Regions from separate parts of the Hordeum vulgare genome. Here region 2 is linked to region 1. Evidence: chromatin contacts called from public Hi-C data. All regions are on one chromosome and are shown on one strand. Each heading gives the region's core, a stretch centred on a gene start, on an enhancer-like site or on the middle of the called end of the contact. The rest is flanking DNA. Distances are from core to core; before and after follow the strand shown.

Evidence for each region. A called contact is a pair of places that touch in the nucleus more often than the background predicts.
Region 2: a contact with region 1 is called in a Hi-C map of leaf, with 4 times the contacts expected there. The contact joins the promoter of LOC123427472 here to the enhancer-like site in region 1. A contact is called at or near these places in 2 of 6 Hi-C or Micro-C datasets (leaf and seedling).

Annotation. Positions count from the first base shown.
Region 1 is chr2H:586,211,656-586,215,787 of MorexV3_pseudomolecules_assembly, forward strand. No RefSeq gene overlaps it. Among protein-coding and RNA genes, the nearest start is that of LOC123430644, 32 kb to the left of the region's middle. Within about 2 kb of position 1,991, at least 1 of the 3 cell types and tissues checked has open chromatin away from gene starts, as enhancers often do. A contact at or near this core is called in leaf, where this site is marked.
Region 2 is chr2H:586,809,771-586,813,919 of MorexV3_pseudomolecules_assembly, forward strand. It overlaps LOC123427472 (probable pectin methyltransferase QUA3), which reads left to right and starts at 2,818. Exons shown (of 7, transcript XM_045111526.1): 1 at 2,818-3,420; 2 at 4,071-4,149. The coding sequence starts at 3,046.

The DNA.
Region 1 (4,132 bases), core at 741-3,240:
GCGAATTGACGGGCCGGCCTTGTACTATAGCTGATAGAGAAAAAACCTTGAGCTACCTGTAAGCAAGGTATAGGCATGTGTCTCGCAAACTCGCCCGGTCGCTTGCTGTTTTTTGTCTTTGTGTTCGCTCTTTATTTATTTTTCTCCTATTTTGTTGTATTATTTTTCACACAAAAAAAGGTAGCCGTTTTTTTAGTTAAAACATGTTCACTGATTTCATAGAAAAGTTCACAAATTCGAGAAACGTTTACGAAAATGAAAATGTCTATAGATTTGAAAAAAAACACAATTTCAAAACTGTTATCAAATTTATAAAAATAATGGATTTGCAAGTCACAAATTTGAAAGAAGGATAGGGAATGGGATAAAAAAGACTCCGAATTTGCAAAAGTTCATGAATATGGGAAAATGTTCACATATTTTTAAAAAGTTTACGGATCTAAGAAAACCATGCAATTAGGAAAACGTTATGAATTTAAAAGAAGCTCATGTATACGAGGAAAAAAGTTTGCCAAAAGGAAAAAGATCAATAATTTTTAAAATCACAAACTTACAAATTATCATAAGTTCGAGTTAAAAGGTACACGAATTTGAAGTAAGGTTAAAAATTTAAGACAAAAAAATGAAAAATAAATGTCATACTTGATGGGAAAAGGTCATGAATTTGAAATAATTTCACAAAACATAGACAAAATCGTTGATGCAATTGAAAAAAATCGCATATTTACAAGAAATAGTTCATGAAGTTGAAAAAAGTTCACGAATTTGAGACAGAAAGTTCACAAATTTGATTTTACCCTAATTTATGAATTTAATAAAAAAATCACGGATTTGAGAAAGTTCACAAAATTGAAAAATACGGAAATGATAAATTTAAATGTAAACAGAAAAAAAACAGCCTAAAACCGGACAGGGAAAAATGCCCAGCCAAAATCATTTTACAGTGATTTTTTCTCTGTTTTCGCAAGACAATGGACGGATTTTTTCACAGTTTTAGCTCATAAGACGTAAATAATTCACAGAATGAACTCGATTTGAAAGTATTTTCGGATCTGACTTTTTTAGAAACGCCAGAGCCCGTGGCTTTGCTGCTTCACGTAGAAACGCCAGTCTATCGTGACGTTTCTGGTCCACATTCAGACGCCAGTCTAGCGTCGCCTTGTAGTCAAACTTAGCAACGCCAGGGGTGCTGGCGTTGCTATCCACGTAGCAAACGCCATTAACAATGACGTTGCAGCATTGGTACGTATGTTCAGCGCGCGCGACGGGTCTCGCGTTGATGATAGGATATGCATGGGATGGGATCGGCGCCGGCTGGCTGCTGCTACCACTAAAGAATAAGCATGCTGCAGGATGTGCAACTGGGCCTATGTCTATGTGTTCGTTTCTTGTCATTTTTGGCCAGTGTCACGCTGTAACTGACCACTTATGTTCACTGTACCGCTGACTAGTCTGCTACCACTTCAATTGTATGCATGGACAGTGCACTTCATTTCTATGCTGCAAAGAGAGACCCGTCGCGCGCGCTGAACATACGTACCAATGCTGCAACCTGTCAGCGGTACAATAGACATAGGCCTAGTTGCACATCCTGCAACATGCTTATTCTTTAGTGGTAGCAGCAGCCAGCCGGCGCCGATCCCATCCCATGCATATCCTATCATCAACGCGAGACCCGTCGCGCGCGCTGAACATACGTACCAATGCTGCAACGTCATTGTCAATGGCGTTTGCTACGTGGATAGCAACGCCAGCACCCCTGGCGTTGCTAAGTTTGACTACAAGGCGACGCTAGACTGGCGTCTGAATGTGGACCAGAAACGTCACGATAGACTGGCGTTTCTACGTGAAGCAGCAAAGCCACGGGCTCTGGCGTTTCTAAAAGAGTCAGATCCGAAAATACTTTCAAATCGAGTTCATTCTGTGAATTATTTACGTCTTATGAGCTAAAACTGTGAAAAATCTCACAATGGACCGGACCTGTCGAGGGCTGTCCTTGTGTAGGCGCGCCAATCGAACGCAGCGCGCAACGTATAGGAGCTCTTTGGATAGGAGATGCCAAAAAAAGGCGCTAGATACCTTTTATTTTCTGGATATCAGTTTGTTTTGTCATATAAGCACCTAGATAGGTGTCCAGCATGTTGGGCTGGTTCACCAGGCATTTCTCCCCCTGTTTTCCTTTTCCTATTTTACGTCTTTTCTTTTCTTATTGAGACTGCTTACCACGTCTGCCGTTGGTCATATATTATTTTTTTCGTAAAAATATCAGATATATTGTAAAGTACAAAGAATATCAAATATAATAGAAATTACATCAAGATTATAAGATAACGAGCCGTCGACGTACCGCTTTTCTATCGGAGCTGGCTTGATCTTGTCGATGATAGCCAAAATTCCTTTTGCACGTGCCATTAAGGACCAACACCCTAGGGTCATAGTCGTCGTCGCTCAACCCTCGCATAGATCAGAAAACGACTGACAGTAAATTTCGTCAGATAACAAGAAATCCTAACTTTACAACCCCAAGGAGATGGTGGAAACCTACGCCGGAGATTCGTTAACTACGTTCACACAAACGAACTCGAGGAGGAAGTACTATCATCTGTCCGAGCACCATACGTGTGAGGATTATGAAACTCTAACCTGAAATACTAACATGAGCGAAGACAACGAGATTCTTCTACTTCTCCACTGTTGGTCTTTCTTCTCTTTCCCATTTTATTTTTATAATGTTTCTTATGTTTTCATGATTTTTTTGTACTTTATTTTTTTCACCTCGAACATGAGTGAAAAAATTTGAATGAAAAAAAAACTTGCAAAATGGCAAGGTGGAGGGACCCCGAGAGATGTTGCTAGTGTGATAGCCCGACTGTGGGTCTCCCCTTCAAGGCCCTTCACCGTGGGTGTTGGGCGTGTGTCGCTCTGCCACGACCGGCTCACTTTCCCGTCGAAGTTGATGTTGCATACCTCTGTGACGTCGCATCCTCCTTGTGTGGTCGGTGTTTGCTCCCTGAAGGATAGGGGTGGAGTTATATGGCTCTTTCTCCTCTCATGTTGGACACAATTCATCGTCGATGCCTACCTTCCTTTTTATATTGTTTACCTCTTAGGGTGAGTCCATCGCCCTGCTCGTGGCTCCGGTGTTGTAGATCATGTCCGAGCTTAGTGAGCTACGTCTCAGTCTGTCAATGAATTATATGAAGGTGGACACATCGGTGACCTCGGCTGAGGAACAAGATTCATATTTGTCAAATGAGCAGCTCGAGGTTTCTATGATTGATGATGCGAAAGCGAAGGCATCTGTGATTTCGTGATGAATAATGGTCGGTTTCTCGAGTTCTCGTCGGTGATTTCGTGATGAATAATGTTGGGTTTCTCGTGTTGTACGTGGCTTTGGTATTTTAAGTCGTTGTTGTCAGTTTTCTCGAAGGGGTTCCGTTGCATTGTAAAAGTGTTGAGGATTCTGGCTGTTACGTGAGTTATCGTTTTGCTTCGTGTTGAGTGAGTTTGTTTGTATTAATTTTCAATCGGTTTAGTCCGTAAATTAACTGTGCAGTTGTTTTTTAATTAACCAATGAGATAATTGTTCTGACTCGTTTCGAAGAAAAAAATAGTCCGACATAAGCAAAGACGGCCGGAGTAGTTGGCTGATGGCCTGAAGGTGCGCCACAATTACGTCAGGCAAACTGTAGGTGGGAAAGGACAGTTGAGAGTCTCCCTCACGTCGTCATGGCGGCAGGTGCTGTACGTATATGCTCGGTCGGCTTTGCATTGCATCACGCAAGGAAGACATTGTTGGCCATGAATAAGCAGGCCTCATGAATGAGGCTTACATGTCCGAACCAGATCCGAAATCACAGGCCTGGTGGACATGGACTCTAACTTGTGCAAACCGGCAGCAGCATCCATGTGCCATGTGGATATTGACGTTAAAAGGTTTAAAGATGCCGAACGCATTTTCGATGCGGTGTTATATTGATTTGCGGAACGGTCCGGACGTAATTTCTTCGACAAAGCGAAGACAAATGTGGCGAAGGTTATGAAAGTCCCGACCACTACTTTGGCCGATTCTGATCGCACTCGCCCACCCCTCTTCCATGTGCGATTTCCGCCGACACCGGCTGCCCACATT
Region 2 (4,149 bases), core at 1,568-4,067, 600 kb after region 1:
CGGCGAGCTCCGCGAGTGGGTGAGCGCGCCTCCGGTCCAGTATGTCGTGACGCCGGAGGAGGAGGCGACACACCTTGAGTGCTGGAAGGCGCACTGTCTCGTCGAGGAGGAGGCCGACGGCGAGCGGCAGATGCTTTGGGAGCAGCAGTTGCGCCCCGATGCGGAGGCACTACGGCTTGAGGAGGAGGAGGAGCACCGCGCTCGATGAGCCGCAATGTCGGCACCCCAGCAGACGTCGGAGGAGACTGCCCTGGTAGTGTACCAAGCGGCGTTCGGGTGGGCTGGCCCGTCTCCCGTCTTCATTGACCTCACCGGCAGCGATGGCGACGTCAAGGGCAAGGGCAAGGCCTACGACGTCTAGGACAGCGTGCAGGCGCATACTTTTTTATGTTTTAATTAATGTTTAATTAGGTTTAAGTGGACTTTGGTCGGCGGTTGACCGACCACTAATGTTTAATTATGTTTATTTCTGTGAAGTTTTGTTGCTTTTTCTACGCGGGCAATTTTGGGTCCACCTCCCATTAGGCTCTCAAGCCGACCCATATGAAAATGCGGACGCGCACGTCCGCCTGGCCGACCTAAGCGGACGAAAAGCAGACAAAACGCGCGTCTATTTGGGTCGGCGCATTGGAGTTGCTCTTAGTGATATAATAGATAGCCATGTTTATCATGTGTTGTCAGCATCATACTTGTGGCAGTGACTCCGAGTCCCTCGAGAACGTTTACTACTCAAGCACCATTTCTCTTAGTTTGATCCATTTTTGTCTTTTATTTCTCGTTTGTAGTTTAGTACACACTATACTTTTATTTTCCTTCCTATCAACTTACTAAAGTATGCCATTTCCAAATTATGGCTTGGGTGTGTGCGGAACTATGTCAAGTGACGACGTAGTAACGAGGTTTATAGTGCCTTCCTATCAGCTCTGTGTGAATTCGACACTTACCTATCACGAAAGTGCAATAACAACCATATGCACTTGCAGGTCATCAAGCATTTTCTGGTGCCGTTGTCGGGAGCATCACACTTGGTTATTACTTACCCACTCACATATAGTTTATTTATGTTTGTAGCTATTTAAAAAATACCCTTGGTTATTACTTACCCGCTCTCTGAAATTAGACAAACTGCTCAAAGGTTGTCGGTTCTTGGTGATGAGGCTCAACATTTTTACCCTGAAAATCACGCTCATTCTCAACGATCACGTTGTCCATGATCACACAAGCGGTCATCACCTTCCCAAGCTTCTTGGTGATCTATGTTAGTGTAGGATTTTGAACGATACCCCATCGATATTGAAGCATGCTCCATATCCTTCCTAGCACTCTCTTGCATTTGGGCTAATCTTTGTATCTTCTCTCCTTGCGGATTAGGTATTGTCTTCACAAGAGTTGATCACTCACGATAGATAGCATCACCTAGGTAGTAGCTCTTGTTGTAATGGTGTCCATTGATCTCAAAGTTGACCTTTGGGAGGCCTTCTGCAAGCCTTGCAAACACTGGAGAACACTGAAGCACATTGATATCATTGTGAGAACCATCCATGCCAAAGAAAGAATGACATATCCATGGATCTTGTGAAGCCACCGCTTCTAATATGGCAATGGAACCTTTCACGCGCCCCTTGTATTGCCCCGACCAAGCAAATGGACAATTCTTCCACTTCATGTGCATACAATTTATACCACCAAGCATGTTCGAAAAGCCCTATCAGTATTGATCACCGACAACCTTTGTGTATCAACGGTAGTTAGCTCTCTGAGGTACTCAGGCCAAACACTTCCACCACAGACTTGCAGAAATTGTACATTGATGTGAGGCATGTGGACTCACTCATACGTACGTACTCATCCACAAGACCGTTCGGAATTCCATAAGCAAGCATGCGATTAGCCACAATGCATTTCTGATAAGAGATGAAGCCAAGCTTGCCAACGGCATCCTCTTTGCACTCAAAGTATGGGTCATATGCTACCACTCCCTTCTGAATACGATCAAACACATGTCTTGCCATACAAAAGCGACGGTGGTTTGTACAGCACGGTGTGCCCACTCTCCCTATTGCAATTCAAGGCCGGGGCATGACCTAAGATTGATCCCTTAACCGAGGCCATTGCCTAGCAATGGGGTCATTTACGACCAACGCAACCATTACAATTTATTCGTCATCCGATGAACAAATGAAGTTGTGAAAAAAATACTCAAACCCCCTATTCATGGTACGTTATGAGCAATCTGTCGAACACCTTGCAGTCGTCGTGGAGACACGGTCGGGAAGAGCACCTCGAGTTCCTGCCGAAAACTTTGGCATTAGTGGCTGGCGCCCTGCAGCTATGCAACGCCCGCCGAAAGGTGTTGGGATCGATGGGCGTCGACGACAGCTGTAGCTTCTCTTGCATCGGATGCGACGACAAACAACCACCAACGCCGACAAAAAGCTCTTACGAAATGGACGTGGGATGGCTATGACATGGCATGGTCGTGGTTTAGAGCGGCCGGGCAAAAAAACGAGGAGGCGGCCGAAAAAATGGGTAAAGACGGATGACGACGGCGAAAGCGAGGGGAGGGGGCAGGGGAGTGGCGGGGAAGAGGAAAGGGCCATTGTGTCCACGACGAACGGGTCAGAGGAGGACAAGGATGTGTGTCCTCCTCGTTCATGCACTGTCCGTTTTAACGCAAACATGGCCTAAATTTAAGCTGAAAATTGATCAAAAGCAAAGAAAAGAATGAACGTTTTTCTCATCTGTTTCCTCGCTTTGTGCCGTGTTTTGTGTCCGTTTAGCGCAAAGGGACGCGACCGGACCCTTTGGGTTTGTGTGCTCGAGTTGGCCTAATCTCACCACTCATATCCGTGCACACAGATCTCACGCGCTTTCGTCTCTTTGTCCCGCGAAGGCACCGAGACGAGCACGGCGATACGCAAAGCACAAGCCCACAAAATAAAGCTGGGAATCCAAACCCCTTCCCCCATGGCCTGATCCCATCGACCGATCGAACCAGCACACCACGGCGGCCCCGCCGCGGCCACCGCCTCCTGCTACCGCCCGATGGGCCTCCTCAGCTCCCTGCGGCCGCACCGCCGCGGGAGCAGCGGCGGCGCGCAGGCGCAGTGGCAGTGGTCCTTCCTCGACGCCGTCTGGGCGGTGTTCCTCGTGGCCGTGGTCGTCTTCCTCGCGCTCGTCTTCACGCCGCGCCGCGGGGACACCCTCGCCGCCCCCGCTGGCGCGGTGGTGCCGCCCTGCGCCGCCTCGGAGGTGGACCTCCTCCCCTGCGAGGACCCCCGCCGAAGCTCCCGCCTCAGCCGCGAGATGAACTACTACCGCGAGCGCCACTGCCCCGCGCGCGGGGAGGCATCCGCGTGCCTCGTCCCGCCGCCGCCCGGCTACCGCGTGCCCGTGCCCTGGCCCGAGAGCCTCCATAAGGTTCGTGCTGTCGGCATTGGCCGTTCCACTCGAAACTAACCCCTGATTAACTGTTGTAATTGCAGGTCTCAGCTGATGTCTTGGCAGAGTAATGCTTCTCTAGGAGTTTTGCTTTGTTTTGTTGTGTAGCTTGCCAGTGTACGACTAGCTTTTGCATCTCATGCTCTGAGTGGTTAATATTTGCATGGACTTTCTGAAATCTGAATCTATGCATTTTCGAGATGATGCAGTTATTAGAGTGAGAGTTACTGGATGATGTCTAGAGGTTTTGAACGCCAAGCTAGTTCTGAATTTGGGAAGTAGTGATTAGGGTGATTTTTCACGGATATGATTTTCGGATTAGGAGGTGAAACATGCGCTCATATTTTTAGCTGACACTTCTGGTGTATAAGATAAGACTAAGCAAGCTACCAGGCACAAGTTTTGATGGCATCTGAGCTAGCATGATCAAGGACTTAAAAATTCAAGTCTAGCTCTTGCCCTTTCAACTATCTGTTTGTTACGTTGACCTTACCTGAGGAATGTACATTGGGACTGGAATTAACAAAACAGAGATAGTATATTGGTTTACTTCATGTGTTGACAGGATGTAGATTAGTTCTATTCCTCTTGCACCGAGATTTACTGCTTGTTTATTGTTCTCTATGCAGATATGGCATGATAACATGCCTTATGGCAAGATTGCTGAAAGAAAAGGTCATCAAGGGTGGATGAAGCAGGAAGGCTCAT